Regions from separate parts of the Mus musculus genome. Here all the other regions are linked to region 1. A link is a contact called in public HiChIP or PLAC-seq data. All regions are on one chromosome and are shown on one strand. Each heading gives the region's core, a stretch centred on a gene start, on an enhancer-like site or on the middle of the called end of the contact. The rest is flanking DNA. Distances are from core to core; before and after follow the strand shown. Region 1 holds the start of Pcgf3 (polycomb group ring finger 3). Region 2 holds the start of Chfr (checkpoint with forkhead and ring finger domains). Region 3 holds the start of Gtpbp6 (GTP binding protein 6 (putative)).

The links. HiChIP or PLAC-seq counts read pairs in DNA pulled down with a chosen protein or histone mark.
Region 2: an H3K4me3 HiChIP or PLAC-seq map of embryonic forebrain shows a contact between it and region 1, with 6 times the contacts expected there. The contact joins the promoter of Chfr here to the promoter of Pcgf3 in region 1. A contact is called at or near these places in 6 of 115 datasets of contacts at active chromatin or transcription factors (astrocytes, embryonic forebrain, embryonic hindbrain and 3 more).
Region 3: an H3K4me3 HiChIP or PLAC-seq map of embryonic forebrain shows a contact between it and region 1, with 7 times the contacts expected there. The contact joins the promoter of Gtpbp6 here to the promoter of Pcgf3 in region 1. A contact is called at or near these places in 7 of 115 datasets of contacts at active chromatin or transcription factors (astrocytes, embryonic forebrain, embryonic hindbrain and 4 more) and 1 of 9 other capture datasets (liver).

What each region holds. Positions count from the first base shown.
Region 1 is chr5:108,459,457-108,462,777 of GRCm38.p6, reverse strand. Pcgf3 (polycomb group ring finger 3) reads right to left here and starts at 1,519. Exons shown (of 11, transcript NM_172716.5): 1 at 1,327-1,519.
Region 2 is chr5:110,134,027-110,137,347 of GRCm38.p6, reverse strand. It overlaps Chfr (checkpoint with forkhead and ring finger domains), which reads right to left and starts at 1,518. Exons shown (of 18, transcript NM_001289577.1): 1 at 1,414-1,518; 2 at 1,154-1,297. The coding sequence starts at 1,286.
Region 3 is chr5:110,106,354-110,109,674 of GRCm38.p6, reverse strand. Gtpbp6 (GTP binding protein 6 (putative)) reads left to right here and starts at 1,478. Exons shown (of 10, transcript NM_145147.5): 1 at 1,478-1,819; 2 at 2,478-2,615; 3 at 2,735-2,805; 4 at 2,892-3,022. The coding sequence starts at 1,504.

The sequences.
Region 1 (3,321 bases), core at 270-2,769:
GGGGCATGAAGCAGCAAGCACAGGGCATGCCCTTGATACCTGAGTCCTTGGAGCCCAGCTGAGCTCCAACTTTGCCTTGCAACTGTGCTGAGAGCCTCACCCACTCTGTAACATCAAGAAGCTAGGGGACCTGTGGGGAGTGTAAGCACTTCATAGCAAAGGTTCCCTGTGGCTGGGCTGATCGAAACCTCCCAATGCCTAGTAGTCTTTTCAGCAGAGTTCGGGGGTCAATTACTAGAGTCCTAGGCCCTCCCTGCCTTAAAGTTCCAACTATTATCTAAGTAATCCCTGAGGACCATCCTCACGGTTCAGCTCCAAGGCTTTCATTTTAAAGGGACCCACCTTTGGTCCTGTTTGTCCTGAAGCCTATCTATATTCTGAACTCTCCTCACAGTTCACCCTCAGGGCCTCAAACTGCTCAAAGGACTGCCACAGTGGTCCAGATTCCTTTGAGCCAGCCTTGATTTCCCAGCTCTCTACAGCCGATTTGTCCCTGGGAGATCTGACCTTCCTATGGCCTTGTCCCAGCACCCTGGCCCTCTGTGGGGTGGTCTCAGGGTCTTAACCCTCCTCTGTAATCTATCATTAGTTGGCCCATCTAAGTGATTCTGCCATTTTCTAAGTCCTGCCAGGTCCTGGGAGCCATTCTTCCTCAATGACCTTTTCTAGACTCTTGTCAGGTCTCTAATACTGACCCTCCCCCAAGTGTCCATTCCAAGAGTCGGGGCTCCACCTGTCCTGGGGTCCCAGAACTATGGGAGAGCTGCCCAGTCCTAAGGACTGTTCAGTGAGTAGCCCTCAGTAATTCTGGCCTGGTCCTGGGTCCTGCCTGGTCTGCGGTCCTGATCCCCCTGGATCCAGCCTGGCCCAGACTCCTGTTCTTCCGGGGTCCTGTTCTCTGGAATCGTGCCTGGTGCCAGGTCTAGCCGGACTGAGCTCCTTGTCTTCCCTAGGTCCTGTTTTCTCGGGGTCCAGACTGCTCGGAATCCACCTCGGCTGCTGTTCTGCCTGGTCTAGGATTCTGCCCACCCCGGTCTAGCCTGGTCAAGGGTCCAGCCTTGTGCAGGCTCTTCCCCGGGTTCTGTCTGGTCCAAGGTCCCTGTCCTCCCTGGGTCCAGATTGTTCCGGGATCCAGCATGGCCCTGGGTTCTGCCCTCCCGGGGTCCAGACCTGCGAGAAGTCCTGGCCTTCTCGCAGGCTTTTAGGGTCCCGCCTCCCGGGCCTGCCGGGGGCGCTGGGCTCGCAGCCTTCTGCCGCCCATGGGCCGAGGCCCGCGGCCTGAGGAGCGGGCGCGCGGGCCAGGCCAGGCGGGGCGGGCTCACTGACCTGCGTCTCGGGCGGCGGGCGAGCGGGCGCACGCGGGGGCTCGCCGGGAGGGGGAGGGGGCGCCGCTCCCTCTGGGTCCCCCCCAAGAGGAGGAGAAAAAAGCCGTGCAGAGTTTAAAACAAAGAGGCGGAAATGCCCGAACCCAGCCGAGTGCGGAGTCGGGGGCGCCGCGGCTGGAGCATGCGCAGTGTGTGGCTCAGCTCCCACCTCGCAAACGAGAGAGGCGGGGCCTCTGAAAGGCGGAGCCTATAGGGGTGGGGTGCAGGAGGGGCCAGAGAGCGCAGGCGCGTGCAGGCAGCAATTGACTCAGGAAGCTGGCTCGGCGAGACAGGCAGGGTGGAGCTCGGGGGTGTGGTCACAGGTGAGAGGTGGGTCAGGAGGCGTGGTCAGAAGCACTACCTGGAGAAACTCCGCCGGGTTGTTCAGGACGCGCGCTGACAGGCAACTGCATGAGTTAGGAACGAAACCGGAGTATCTAGACCACGGGTTTCCTACCCCCATAAACCTTCTGCTTACATTTTTGTCCTTTCTTGGAATCACTGTGGACACAGAGAGACCCTTATGCTGGCCTTTCGGACCGTGGAAACCCACAATTTGTCCGTTGTCCACTGTGCATTGTGACTGGCAGAGGGCATAAACTGAGAAAAGAAAGTCTGTTCTTGTTTGTTTGTTTGTTTGTTTGTTTACTTGTATTTTCGAGAAAGGGTTTCTCTGTGTTGCCCTGACTGGTCTCGAACTAACATAGATCCGCCTGCCTCTGCCTCCCAAGTGTTGGGACTAAAGGAATGCCCTACCATGCTGGACTGGAAGTCTGTTCTTAGGAAACAAAGTGGTTGTGGCAGCTGTATGCTAGACAGGCGGTGGGACAAGGAAGCAGCAAGGTGGCCAACCAGCAGGTGTTTGGGAGAAGGGGCATGCAAAGAATGAGGTTGAAAGGGGTTATCGCCTTTAATCCCAGCATTTGGGAGGCAGAGGCAGGTGGATTACTGAGTTCGAGGCCAGCCTGGTCTACAAAGCGAGTTCCAGGACAGCCAGGGCTACACAGAGAAACCCTGTCTCAGAGAAAGAAAGAAAGAAAGAAAGAAAGAAAGAAAGAAAGAAAGAAAGAAAGAAAGAAAGAAAGAAAGAAAGAAAGAAAGGAAAACAGAATAGGCACCCAGGAAGGCAAATATACTCTACTGAAGCCTGGCAGCCTTTGTATCACAGAGAGACTACTGATGGGGGAGAAGGTTGAGGGAGAGTCCTAGAATAATGGAGGATCTGGTGTTGGTATTAGAGGTAGCAAAGAGGTACTGTTGAGAAGACCATGAGCAGGCCTGGACTTAGGGCACAGATCTCAGGAAGTCATCTAGCTTGACAGACAGCTAGACCCTTAAACCACTTGTCTTCACATGGGCTTGTCATGCCTTAGGTAAGACCATATTCAGATGTCATTCTAGGTCCAGGATTCAGACCTTGCTTCTGTGTCTATCAGGGATACCTTCAGGGAACTCTCGCTTTACACAACCTCTGGTTTCTCCTGAAAGTTGTTGCCCACTTTAGGCCCCCACCTTCCAGCGCTGAAGTCTTCCTCTAACTAACAGCTGACACATTAGAATCCAGCTATGTGTCCCTTCCCCAATCCTAACCCTGTATCCCTAGGTGAGCAGATAGCTTTCAACTAGTATCCTTGTGTTTTGTCCTTGCTCCCTGACTACTTTCAGCACAAAATAGTGGCTTTTATAAAGCATTAATTGGGGGGAAATTCCCTGCTCAAAACCCACCCAGTGGCTTTACCTAGGACAGAAACCAGATTTCTGGAGACTAGAAGAGACCTGAAATCATGTGACTGTCTTGATACTAAGTTCACAGGTACATGTATATATTTTTGTTCAGCCAAGCAAATGAAGAAACCTGAAATTATGGTGCTCAGTTTGATGATAGGGGAGGGAATGCCTTCTTCCTTACTTCTGTCTCCAGCTAGCCTCTCTGGGGTACTTGGTAAACCCTCTGTTC
Region 2 (3,321 bases), core at 269-2,768, 1.7 Mb before region 1:
AAGTAGTCCCAGCAAGCAAACGTGGCTCCTTCTGTCTCTGCCTCCTCACAACTAGGACTAGTCATGTACCACCACACTTAGTTTTTTACATAGGCTCTGGGGATTTGAACTCAGGTCCTCAAGCACTTTACCATCTAAGCTCTCTCCGAGTCCAAAGCTAGGTTACACACAAGCAGTTCATGTAAGATTTTATCAATCCTCCTAGCAAAATAAGGTGGACACAAGTTATAGAAATCTATGTCCTAATCCCAGCACTCGGGAGGCACAGGCAGGTGGATTTCTGAGCTTGAGGCCAGCCTGGTCTACAGAGTGAGTTCCAGGACAGCCAAGGCTATACATAGAAACCCTGCCTCATAACCGCCCCCCCAAAAAAAACAAAAACAAAAACAAACGAAAAAAAGAAATGTATGTCCTTGACCCAAAGCAATCGATGTTGGGATCTGTGTATAACTTTGTTCAAATTCTCAGTTTCCTAAGTTCATTAAATAAATTATTCTATTTCCTGGGACTTTGAGATCTTTTCAAATAGAAACCCTGCCATTATAAGTTGCCCTCAGAGCACTGGTTTAACAGTGTCCTAGTCTTCCAGCATATTCTTTGTTCTCATTTGTCACAAAACATTTTTTCTAAAGTCCCTGTGGTTTATTTTTTTTCACCCGTCAACCTTTTAACAGTGGTGTCAAATTTCTACATACCTTTTTTCAGTTTTCCTTTTGTTAATAATTTCTAATTGCATTTCATTGAGAAAGAGAAGTGTACAGTAATGAGGACAAGATCGTATTTCGAAGGATATATTTACAGATCTATTTCACAAAGTTGTACTGAGAACTGACTGATATCCATCATCAAGCATCCAGAAGAGCAACTGCACAAATAAATAAGCCCATTTTATGGGGGGGGGGGGGGGTTGAAAAACAGTGCACACACACACACCCCCCGAATTCCAGTAGCTTCTGTATCGCCAGCCGGGTACTTTTCCCACTTCAAACCCCCTGTCGGTTTCCCCATCTAAACCCACTCTGACTAGGTCTTCGATCCTGTTCTAGGCCCTCGGTCTCCTCTCAGTTGGGTACCCACTTTAGGTCCCTATGCTTCATCCCTGTCTACCCCTTTAGCCTTTATCCTCGTCCTCACTCCACTCTGGCCACCGCACCTCTCCTCCTTCCGATGGTCCACTCGCGTTTCCAAAGAAGGATCTGGGGTTCGTCCTCCTCTGCGCCTAGACGAAGAAGCCTCCCCCAGGGTTCCTGCGGCGGCGGCGGCTGCTCTTCCCCGTGTAGCTCCATAGGACTCACATCTACAGAGACCCAGAAACGCCGGCTCAGGGACTACTTAAAAAACGCTCAGCACCGCTGCTATAGCCTGGCCGCCGCCTGCCTCCCCAGCCAGGACCCCACCCGCCGGCCAGCTTACCCCACGCCCTGCGCGGATCCCGGAACCGGCCTTACAGTCGCCGCCACCGCTGTCAACAGACATCTCGGGTACCCCAGCTGATCCACGGGAGGCGAGGGGGAGGGGAGCAGAGCGGTACGCCCTGTGATTGGCTGGCGGCCGTGCCCACCGAGAGCGACGGCTAGAGCGGTGCCAGAAAAGGCTATCCGGAGGGGGCGGGGCGGAGCGATCGGAGCCTGCGCAGATGAGAGAATGTGCACCTTGTTGCCATCTTTGATGCTGGCAGGCAGGCGCACTTACCTTCCTGCAAAAGCACGGAAGTAGCTGTGGAGGGCACCATGTTAGATTCGGGCCAAAAAAAAAAAAAGACCGAGTAACTTATAGATCGGAAGGTCCTTAAAACCTCACTTGTAATTCCGAGATAAGGTGCTATTTTCACACGTCAGATTACAAAATGTGAAAGCTTGGTACAGTGGGCCAGCCCTTCGCAAGGAGCATAATTTAAGATGTCAATTAGAATAGAAACAGGTAACTCGTCTCTGAGGGCTGATTTGCGGTATCTTTAAATCCTGTTTCTTAGGATCTTGTGTCATTCCCGAGTTGTATGCTACAAGCATGTTGGTGACCCCCCGGTGAGAGAGAAACACTGGCAAAAACAATGCCCTGGAAGAAAGTCACTGAAGACAGAGAAGCAAAGTCCACACACAGTGGTTCTTGAGCAGCTCGGAGTAATGTCTTTGCTGGTGAACAGCTTCAAAAAAGTATTAAACATCTGTTTGTTTGTTTGTTTGTTTGTTTGTTTGTTTTGTAAAAAGAAAACACATACACAGACACATTTGTAAATATATGTGGAAATGCGTCTTTGCCTATGTCTACAAAGATTTACTCAAATACTTTTGAAAGGATATAAAAGTAGCAGTGGCTGCCTCCGGGAACATGGATTTGTACCGGTCTGAAAATCGCCGAAGAAGACCCCAGACATAGATAATATGCAAAGACAAAGAGCGTTTATTCTGAAGAAACAAGCAGTATGTGGGTCACATTTTTTGAAATGGTGTCCGCAGTCAAGGGTGTGTGGGCCTTCTTATTGGGGGGTGGATATTAGGTAATCTCTAATGTGATTGGCTGGGCCACTGTTCACATTTGGGAACTGAACTGTGACCCTCACCCCCACCCCCCAGTTAAGATTATATAGAGTTTTTAAGCCTAAAATCCACAAACATCTGTGCTAAATTATTCCACCAATCAGGATTTAGGGATAGAGGGTTTACTTAGGAACTTGTCTTTGTTGTATATGTACCCTGCTCCCATTGATCTGGGTACTCAACTTGCAGGGACTTGACTTACCTAACATTCATGTCCTAACTTGTCACAGTACCCATGTACATATTTCTTTCTGCCAAGTAGGATGTCAATTCCCAATAGGCCTTAGGAACTTAAACTTTACTCGGCCACTAGTCAAAATGAAAGTCTTATTCCAAATAATTTCTTATATTGGTGCAGGTGTCTCTCTTATGTTGGGGTTCATCCTAGGGACAGCTTATACCATGAAAGTTTATACACAGGTGCAGGAAGAGCTATTGAGTGGTTGGTTCAGGTCCAAGCTTATTGCAAATGACACAGTTCTACTGATATCTAACACAATTGGTTTCCAAGGGTATAGAACATAACAGACTATGTAATCAACTTGGCATTAGAAAGTTTCCTATTAACAGCAAAAACAGGTGCATGCCTTTAATCCCAGCACTTGGGAGGCAGAGGCAGGAGGATTTCTGAGTTCGAGGCCAGCCTGGTCTACAAAGTGAGTTCCAGGACAGCCAGGGCTATGGGCTATACAGAAAAACCCTGTCTTGAAACAAAACAAAACAAAACAAAACAAAACAAACAAACAAACAAAAAACATATGAGAAAGTTTGCTTATAATGAATG
Region 3 (3,321 bases), core at 229-2,728, 1.6 Mb before region 1:
TAAAGATGCATTTATTTTATGTATGTGAGTACACTTGTCGCTGTCTTTAGACACACCAGAAGAGGGCATCAGATCACATTACAAATGGTTGTGAGCCACCATGTGGTTGCTGGGATTTGAACTCAGGACCTCTGGAAGAGCAGACAGTGCTCTTAACCACTGAGTCATCTCTCCAGTCCTATTTTATTTCTTAAAACTCTTTTTTATTTTAAAATGTATTTGTTTATTTCATGTATATTAGTGTTGTGCCTTATATGCTTGTGCACTGTGTGCATGCTTACAGAGGCCAGGAGGGTGTTGATCCTCCTAAGACTGTTGTGAGCTCTTATGTGGGTGGTGGGAATTAAACTTGTGTCCTCTGGAAACGCACCCCTGAGCCATCTTTCTGTCACCCAAAGCAGATAATTTAAAGGAAGAATTCATTAACTTTTAAATATCTCTTGATGTTCTTGGCTTCTATACCCAAATTAGACATTTCAGCACTACTGTCTGCATCCAGGAAGATACTCATGAAGAGCCAAATATGTGAGTGCTAGGAACTGAACCCCAGTCCTCTGGAGAAGCAACCAGTGCTGTGACATCTTGAACTATTTTAATCATGACTATGTTCAGTGGAGCAGCCAGTCTCTTTACTAGTCTGAGAGACATCTCCAGCTTGGGTTTTGTTTTGTTTTGTTTGTTTGTTTTGTATCCCCTAGTTCCCTGCTTCAGGCAAGTAAGCTAAATGGATTGTCAGCAGCACACATCCCAAGGCTTGATTTGTTCCTACTTTATATGAATATGTCCCCACAACTCCACTCCAGAAAATATATAAATGACTTGAAAAAAAGATACACAGGAGAGAGAGAGAGAGAGAGAGAGAGAGAGAGAGAGAGCGCGCAGCTATCCCAGGTCACAGATATATTCCATTTAGTTCCTTCTAGTTCTTGGTACTGAACATCCTCTAGCCTACCATCTGTGACTCCATCTTCCTCTGTGTTGAGGAGAGTTTCCTGTGGCCCAAGTAAGTTTCAACAGAAACATGAATATTTGTAATTTCTTATAACTAAGCATAAAAGCTAACACATTTTATAACTTATTTGAATTCTATTTTAACATTCAGTGCTAGATTATTTCAATAGCCTATGTCCTTTATACCTAACTTTATTGTCTTCATAAAAGTTGTCATAGGCCAAACCCTGAGTTCTATTGAGTCCTGTGTTGTTCCTTTTGAAATTGCTGTGCCTACACTAACTCTATTCAGATCTTCCACCACTAGGCTTATTTTTATTTGTTTTGTTTTAGAGGCATTGTCCTTTCGGCCCCGCCCCTCGCCGCATGCGCCTTGCTGTCCTTTCTCCCTGACCCCGCCCCTATCCAAGTTTTTCGCTGCGGGTAAGCGATCTGCTCTCGATCCTCCCAGAGCCACCCTTCGCGGCACGCACATGCGCCCTGTTGTTCTTCCCGTCCCTCCCTGCTCTCCCTCCCCCGCCCCCGCAGTCTCTCGCTGCGCGCGCACGCGCCATGCTTTTTCTGCGCGCCGCCGTGCTCCCGGGGTTCTGGCTCCCGCGTGTGCGCCGCGTACAACTCGTTCGGAGCCCCGCGGTGACCCTGCCAAGTCCCGTCCGCACTGTCCACGCCGGGAGCCGGGTCTGGGGGAGCGCGTGGGCGGGGGGCGGTCCCGTCCGTGGTGGGGGCGAGGAGGACCCCCGTGAGGACGAAGAGGAAGAGGAGGATGAGCTGCTCCGCGCCCCACCCCTCCTGCCCTTGGATACACAGCGCGTTTGCGTCCTGCATCCTGACGTCAAACGCCCGGCCGGAAAAAAGCCTCGAAGCACAGGTATCGGGTAGGGCGAGAGTGGGGATTGAGCAGGGAAGCCGGAAGGGGCGAGGACCTGAAGGCCGAAACTTACTAGTGCTATACAGGAAGGCCACGGGGAATTGGGGCGGCGGTGACGCCTAGTTCTGGAAGGGGCGGAGTCACGAGAAAGGAAGGAGAAGCCGAGGGAGGAGCACTGGGGGCAGGGTACTATGATGGACATCGGGCGTACGGTAGAGAGTGTGGATAGTCTGGGATGTGCTGGGTTCGTGGCTGCTCTCCTGGTGGAGTCGGAGTCTGGCGAGCTTGCGTGCTGGGGGCGTGATCTGGCTGAGCATGTGATGGTACCTGGGCCTGCCCGATGGGTGAGGCTGCGCGTGCTCCGGGTGGGACCTTGGGGCGGGACTATCCTAAATTTGTAGGCGGAGTCTGGGGGGGGGGAACATTGGGCGCTGGGGGCGAGTCCTAGAGGTTCTGCCTTTCCCTGGTAGAGCTTTGGATCATGGCCTGGCGAGCTTCTTAGGGTTGTGATGTGAGCTGCAGGGTGGGGACATGGTGTGGGCGGGGGATGCGGACTCTGCGCGGGCGCGGTTTCATCCCAGAGCTAACCCTGTCCACCGCCGTGGTCCGAGGTCTTCCCGCTCGGCCCTTGACTGGATGGACCCTTGTGTCCTCACAGCGGAGTGGCAGGTGGCAGAGGCGGCCGCCCTGGTGCGCGCACTTCCAGGATGGTCGGTCGCGAGTACCCTGGTGGTGCCCAGCGCAGCGCCTGGCAGCAGGCTGGTGTTCGGCAAGGGCAACTTTCAGGACGTGACAGGTGAGCGGTACCTCACCTTTGGCCGCTGGGCATGCGCCTCACCTGCGCTGGTGTAGGATGGGTCAGACTGCCTCCCGTCCTCCTCCTAACCCCATGACGGGCCACTCCCTGTGCTCCAGAAAAGATCAAGGGATGCCAGGACATCACGTCCGTGTTCCTGAACGTGGAGAGGATGGCGCCACCGACCAAGGTTCCCTTGTGTCCCCCCTGATCCTCACATGACCCATGACACCATGTGACCCCTGACTGATCCCTGCGTGGCCCCCATCTCCTCAGAAGGAGCTGGAGTCCGCTTGGGGTTTGCGTGTGTTCGACAGATTCACCCTAGTTCTGCATATCTTCCGTTGTAACGCACGCACGAGGGAGGCCCGGATGCAGCTGGCGCTGGCAGAGATCCCGCTCCTCAGGTTCGCGGGTGATGTTCCCCGCATGTCCTCCCCTCGTGTTTTTACCACCTGCCCTCTCAGGGAGTCTGTGGGTGATGCAGCATGTAGTGCTCCCCACATGTTCTCTTCACATGTCCTTGGGTACTCTCCGTATGTCCTCCCTACATGTCCTCCTTGCGTATCCTCTCGCGTGACTGTAGATGCTGCAACAGGTGGCAGGTGGTGCTCTCCGCAGTTCCTCCCCGCATGTCCTCTGCACATATCCTTGGACGCTGTGACAGGGGTGCTCCCTGTGTCCTCCCCTCCCCTCATGCGCTACC